2 separate regions of the Sus scrofa genome follow, and region 2 is linked to region 1. The links are chromatin contacts, called in public Hi-C maps. All regions are on one chromosome and are shown on one strand. The core of a region is the stretch at or near the end of the contact, and the rest is flanking DNA. Distances in the headings are between cores, read along the strand shown. Region 1 holds the start of DYNLT1 (dynein light chain Tctex-type 1). Region 2 overlaps TMEM181 (transmembrane protein 181).

The links. A called contact is a pair of places that touch in the nucleus more often than the background predicts.
Region 2: a contact with region 1 is called in a Hi-C map of liver, with 1.6 times the contacts expected there. The contact joins the enhancer-like site here to the promoter of DYNLT1 in region 1. A contact is called at or near these places in 1 of 5 promoter capture datasets (liver), 6 of 47 Hi-C or Micro-C datasets (alveolar macrophages, epiblast stem cells, liver and 1 more) and 1 of 2 datasets of contacts at active chromatin or transcription factors (skeletal muscle).

The regions. Positions count from the first base shown.
Region 1 is chr1:8,554,496-8,557,808 of Sscrofa11.1, reverse strand. It overlaps DYNLT1 (dynein light chain Tctex-type 1), which reads right to left and starts at 1,726. Exons shown (of 5, transcript NM_001145385.1): 1 at 1,669-1,726. The coding sequence starts at 1,695.
Region 2 is chr1:8,597,627-8,600,521 of Sscrofa11.1, reverse strand. TMEM181 (transmembrane protein 181) reads left to right here. Exons shown (of 23, transcript XM_021074745.1): 7 at 2,462-2,565. Among named protein-coding and RNA genes, the nearest start is that of DYNLT1, 43 kb to the right of the region's middle. Within about 2 kb of position 1,336, at least 27 of the 83 cell types and tissues checked have an H3K27ac peak or open chromatin away from gene starts, as enhancers often do. A contact at or near this core is called in liver, where this site is marked.

The sequences.
Region 1 (3,313 bases), core at 477-2,976:
AATGAAAATTTGCAGTTATCTTACAGAGGTTAAATTATTTTTCAAAGTTTAAAGGCTCCTTCCAAGAGACTTTGGTGACCCTAAACCATACAGGAAAGTCCCTGCGGTTAAAATATGAAAAAGGGTGAAGGGCATTTCAATGGGCTTTTAGTGGAAAGTACAGCAGTTGCACAAACCACTGGGCAGTTCCAACTTCCAAGGACAGATAACCATGGACCAAGAGGAGAGTTACAGAGCTCCAGGTAACTACATGAAGTTTGCTCTGCAGAGGCTGTTGGGAGGAGTGGTGTGGATACCGAGGGCAGGCCCTCTAGAAGGCAGACAAGGATACACGGGCCTTATCCTGCGCACAACACCCATCACGTTCAGCTCCTTTGTTCTCAGATACGTAGTTGAGATCTGGAATAATGAAGTCACTTAGCCACCTCCCTGGTGAGAGCCAGGATAAGGTGCAGAGAAACAAAATGCCAGGATACCAGGCTTCTTTCTACATTGCCATTTTCCTTCTTAAAGTTTTACTCAATATTCCTATCATACAAGCCTTTTTCCAATATGATAGGAGTTAACAGCTTACAGGGAAAAGCTTCCCTTGGCTAGCTGCTCCTGAACCACCGTTTCTCCCAATGACCCCTGGTCGCTACCATCATTCAAACACTGCTGACGACATTGCCACAGAAAGCTGTGCTAGGTAGGAAACTAGATAAAAATTGAAACTCTGAGATCAGTCCTTAGGCCTTACATATATATTCTTTTCCCCTCAAAACATTCTTGCGTAAATTTCGAAAATGGTAAAAATATCAAACCTTACCGTATTTATCTACACTTTTTATTTCTGACAGGCTGCATAATACACAGGACTCCATTCATCTGTATTTCAACAAGAATTATTTAGCAAAAAGACGGGCAACTTATTCTTCTCTAAGAGCAGTTCCCTTGGTATAATATTCCCTGAATGCTCATAAGCTTGAAGCAAAGCCAGGTAACAACACACTGTTACGATGAATGGCTTCTGCTGGGCAAATTACTGTATGCTTTATGCTGCTGCTCCACTGGGGCAATAAGAGGTGGCTTTTTTCCCCACAAACAGAAGCTTCCTACAGCTCAAACTCAAGCGGAAATGTACGTATGGTGGCCTGGGTGGGAGTGAGGCCAGCAGAGAACAGGTGTAGAACCAAAGACAAAGGCAGGTTCTCCTGTGGTACACGTGTGCCTTTTGCCCACCGCCTGAGCATCAAATCTGCCCGACTGGACGGACTTGGAAGATATAACTGTACGTGCGGGTCGCGCATGCTGCTCACTGCGGAGTCTTGCAAATTTCAGCCAGCGGACGCACCAGCGGCCTCCGTCTTCCCCACCCCAGGGCGGGGTCTGCACACGGAATCAGAGGGGCGAGGGACCGCGCTCTCCCGGGGACGCACGCGGCGCGCGCGCCTTCACGCCCCGCCCCCGAGCCCCGCCCTGGGCAGGACAACGACGCCGGGAGTCCGCCGGGCGGGGGTTCGCCGGGAAGCGCGCCGCAGGGCACCGCTGCAGGCAGCCGGCGCCGGGGACGGCCGCCCCCCACATCCCGACACAGCCCGGGTGCCGGCACACGCCCCTGGCGGCCGCCGCCCACCCGCACCCGGAACTCCCAGCCTCCGCCCTTCCCGCCGTCGACACGGCCGTTACCTCCTCGGTAGCCTGGTAGTCTTCCATCTTCCCTCCTGCGAGTCGCCTCCGCCTCCCTGAGTGGAGCGCACTGCGCAGGCGCACTCAGGCCCCGCCCCGCGCTCGCGTCCGGCCCCGCCCTCCCCTAGGGCCCCGCCCAGGCCGCTCTAGGGCGCCGCCCTTACCCTGGGGCCTGTGCCGCCCTGGCCCGCCCGGCGGGTATTTGGGATGAGCCCTTGCCGCTCTGGTTCTCCGGGGTGGGGGTGGGGGTGTTTACCGCGGGAGCCCCACCCCGGTGTCCCGGCAGCTCCCTGGGCCGCTGCAACTGAAACAAAACAAACGGACAAGCCAGTCCGGGAGGGGGAGAGTCTTCCCGGCCCCTCCCTCCAGTTTGTACTGGGTGGGTTAATTTGAACGTTCAAGCGGGTTTGGACACCTAGTACAGACTGCAAAGTGATTTCTCAACATGATGGGAAGTCTGAGATAGTGTTTGCAGTCCCCTTGGGGATCCAGGATCAGGAACTTTAGTTCTAAACGAAACCTTCCTTTGGGGGAGGTAAGTTTTTCATATAAATGAGATTCTTTTTTTTTTTTTCTTCAAGCACCATTAAAAAAAAAAAAAAAGGCCTTTTGGTTGGAAAATGTAAAATGCTGCATACTTTGTGATTGCCTTAAGCAGCATGACCTAGACGTACACTTAACTTGTATAGGGTCGTTATAAAAATTAGTAATTGCTCTGGGCTCTGGATTCTCTCCAGGAATAGCTGGGTCTATGCACCTGCTTGCATGTGAGTGAGGCTCAGACCTTTGACTTTGGGGCTACTTTCTCTGTTGTTTTCTTTTAACCACGCCTTCGAAGTCAAATGTCACTTCTTACCTCACCAAATCCCAGGAGTTAAAACCCACTTCCTCCTCCTAGGAAGGGCTGACCACAGCACCCTGAGTCTGGGTAGAATGAAGCGGTAGAGCCCACGTTCAGTCACATCTGCAGCCCTTGTTTCCACTTCTAGAATCTAAGTTCCATGCTGGCAAAATCCATTTTATTCACCAATGTATCCCCTGCCCCTTTCACTGTACATGGTAAATATTTTAATTTAAAATGTGTTGAAGGAGTTCCCATTGTGGCACAGCGGAAACAAATCCAACTAGGAACCATGAGGTTGCGGGTTTGATCTGTGGCCTTGCTCAGTGGATTAGGGATCTGGTGTTGCTATGAGCTGTGGTGTTGGTCGCAGACACGGCTCAGATCTGGCAATGCTGGGGCTGTGGCTTAGGCTGGCCGCTGTAGCTCTGACTGGACCCCTGGCCTGGGAACCACCATATGCTGTGGGTGCGGCCCTCAAAAGACAAAAGACAAAAAAAAAAATGTATTGAGTGACTCATCTCCCCACACATTAGTTCCGCTTTATACCCAGTTGCAGAGAACTGAGTAGAGGGAGGTGCAGTCGCCTGCCTCCTTGTGGGAAAGGGGGGCACAGAGGAGGGCAGAGAGTGAAAGGCACGAGAGGGCCCTGCCCTGAACACCTGACCTGAGCAAGGGGACCTGCTCAGTGGGGACAGGCTGTTCGCTCCAATTCTTAACTCTCTCTCTCTTTTGAGTTTTGGTTTCTTCCTGTTATGTGGCTTCAGCTCACCTGTTCCAGTGTTTCAGCCTCGAACCTCAGTC
Region 2 (2,895 bases), core at 87-2,586, 43 kb before region 1:
AGCGAGCTGGTTGTGTGGTGGCCTTTTCTCGAGCAGGGGCCTTATTTTACCTCCTCTCTGTCATCTTTCCGTCCAGGTGGGTGAGGCCTGGTTGCCGCCCGAGGAGTATTTCTAATGAATTGGATTTAAGTGGAAGTTCTAAGGCAGGGGGGACAGTCTTTATTGAGTCCTGAGAAGAGAATTGGGAACTGCCCGGGTGGTTTGCGTGCTGCAGGAGTTGGATCTCAAGCTATCATCTCCTCTCTGAATCCTTGTTTTCAGCCTTCCTTCTCTCCTGCTGAGTAACTGTGCTTTTGCAGTAAATCATTGATAATGTGTTTTAAAAATCACCTCTTAAATATAACTGTTCTTATTCTGGTTTTTGCTGCTCCGGAGTCACCTGTGCTATTCTTTCGCCTCCAGCCCCCGGACTCCTCGGAACCCCAGAGTCGCCCTGTCTGCAGCAGCGGGGGGGGCTGCTGTGAGCGACTATGTGTAATTTTTTAGAACAAATTTAGGTTTACAGGAGAGTGGCAAAGGCAGTGCAGAGCGTTTCTGCACACGCTCCAGGGGGCTTCCCTTCGTGTTGGCATCCAGAAGCACAGCACGCTTGTCAGCGCTAAGGGCGGCATCGGGCAGTGCTGTCATGTCCGATGTCCCCTCATCTGTCCTCTGAGCTCCGTGTGCTGTTACTCAGAAGATGCCCTCACAGCCGCAGGGAGTCTTCCCTCTGCAAGGGCTGCCGGGGCGTCTCACCTGGGGTGGCAGCGAAGTGACACAGGAGACTTCCTGCCAGCCCCATACCCCATGGGCTTCTGCAGGGCCCTTTGAGAGGGGGGCCCCTTGCCTCCGTCCTGCTTCCCAGAGCCTCCCCTCAAGGCGGCGGTGGCCTCAAGGGTGAGGGTCCTGCCATCTCTAGGCCTCGGTGTCCCCATGTGCACGTCCACGGGGTTGGCCTTCCTCCCTGAGGTGGTCTCCGGCTCTAATGTGTTAAGGCTCTCAGGCCTTTTATGATCTTATTGGATCCAGCATCTGAGTGGGATACCCCAACACAGCAGGGTCGTTAGTGGTTCAGCCTTCGGACCTGAGTCCTGGAGGAGATGAGGCCCCTCATTCCTGTATTTATTTCTGCGCTGGTCCCGTCCCCCCGTGAAACACGGGGGCGCAGATCTGAACGTTTGCTCGCCTCGGCCTGGCAGGTCCTGCAGGAGAGCACTGACTCGGTGTCAGCAAAGCCACGTCAGAGCGACTTAGGGCCACCTTTGCCCCGAGATGCCGCCCAGCTGGTGTCCTGCCGGGACTGGCCCTGTGTAAGGGGGCGGGTGTGCGTGCACCTGGCCTGAGCTCCACACGCAGGAGCAGCCAGCCTGTCCCTCCCTTTCCGGTTCAGAGCCTGGTTCTCCTCCTCCCGGGTGTGCTGTCGCCTGCCTGGAGGCTCGAGAAATTCCTTCCTGCCGGCTCAGGCTGGCTCCCGACCAGACCAGGAAGCGCTGGGCAGTGAAGAGCACGTAAGAGGCGAGGCCGAGAAAGGCTCACTGGCTCTCGTCGCTCTGGGGTCGTGGGTATCGGGGCGGCCGCCTCCCTGTGTATCAGTGGAAGTGGAGCTCGGTCCTGTGCCTGCGGTACCGCCTCTCTGGGGCCGCCTGCAGGGCAGCATCGAGGACGGGAGCCCGAGCCCGGTGGCCTGCCACACCTCAAGCCTTTATCTGGCCTGTCACAGGTGTCTCCTTGTTTGCCGGGCCCCGATGCAGGGAATTCTAAAAGCAGTGACACCTACCCCAGCACCCTTTCCTTCTGACCAAAGCAGAAAGTGAGCTGGTGAGGTGGGTGTAGACAGATCCTCTGAACTGCTTTCAGGTTGGTGTAAGTCACAGAAAACTGGGCGGCTTGCTCAGTGGCATCAAAAGCAGACCCCACAGTGAAGGCCAGGCTGAGCTTTACCAGGATGGGTGACGGACATGAGGGCTCTCAAGGTGTGGGGTGCCCTCAGCAGGAGCCACAGAGCTGGGGGCTGGCGGGGAGATCAGACAGAACATGTGCCCCTGGTGGTGCCTGGAGCCCCCAGCCGGGCTCGACGGTGGCCGCCAGCAGTGCGAGCTACGTGTCTGTGCCTGAGAAGCTGGCGGCCTGCTGGCGCTTGGTCTCTGCTCTGGCTGCTGAAGGTGGGGGATAGAGGGGCTCAGCCCCCACTTCTGCGACCTGGTGCCATGTGCTGCAGGTGGGCATTGAAGCCGCAGCACATTCTGCCACAAGGAGTGGGGTTCGCCTGGCGCCTGCTGGTGGACCAGAACATACCGGAATGGCACCCACCCCGGCCGTAGTCACTGAGGTTGTTTAGATGGTTTTGTCAGGCGACTCACCTGGTTTGACACTAGGTCCCCCTCTGAGATGCGGGCTCACGGCGGGGGAGGCCCGATGCGGCCTGCGTGGTACTGTCACTGTCGGGGCTCCCTGCCCCCCTCACCCTGGCTTCTCCCCACAGGCTGGCGCCCATGCGGCTGTACACGCTCTCCAAGCGCCACTTTGTCCTCGTGTTCGTCGTCTTCTTCGTCTGTTTCGGCCTGACCGTGTTCGTCGGGATCAGAGGTGAGGAGCGGTCCTGGCCGTCGCGTCACTCACAGTGGCCGCGTGCAGCCCGTGCAGCCCAGCCCAGCCCAGCCCAGCCGCACCCACTCGCCCTCACCCCGCAACGGCCCATCGCGGAGGGTGACAGCAGCCAGAGTCTGCACTCGGCCTGGAGCCCCGGCAGCCCTGACCATGTACCTGCGGTGGGAGGCGCCTGTTGTGCTCCGGGACCCGCCTGGGCCATCAGGACGTGCTGGCTGATCCGAGAGACCGGTCCTAAGTGATGTCCTTACGTGTGCCTCCTTCCTTTGCTCCAGGAAAGTGGAGTCGAGTTCACTTTCCCCTTGGGCG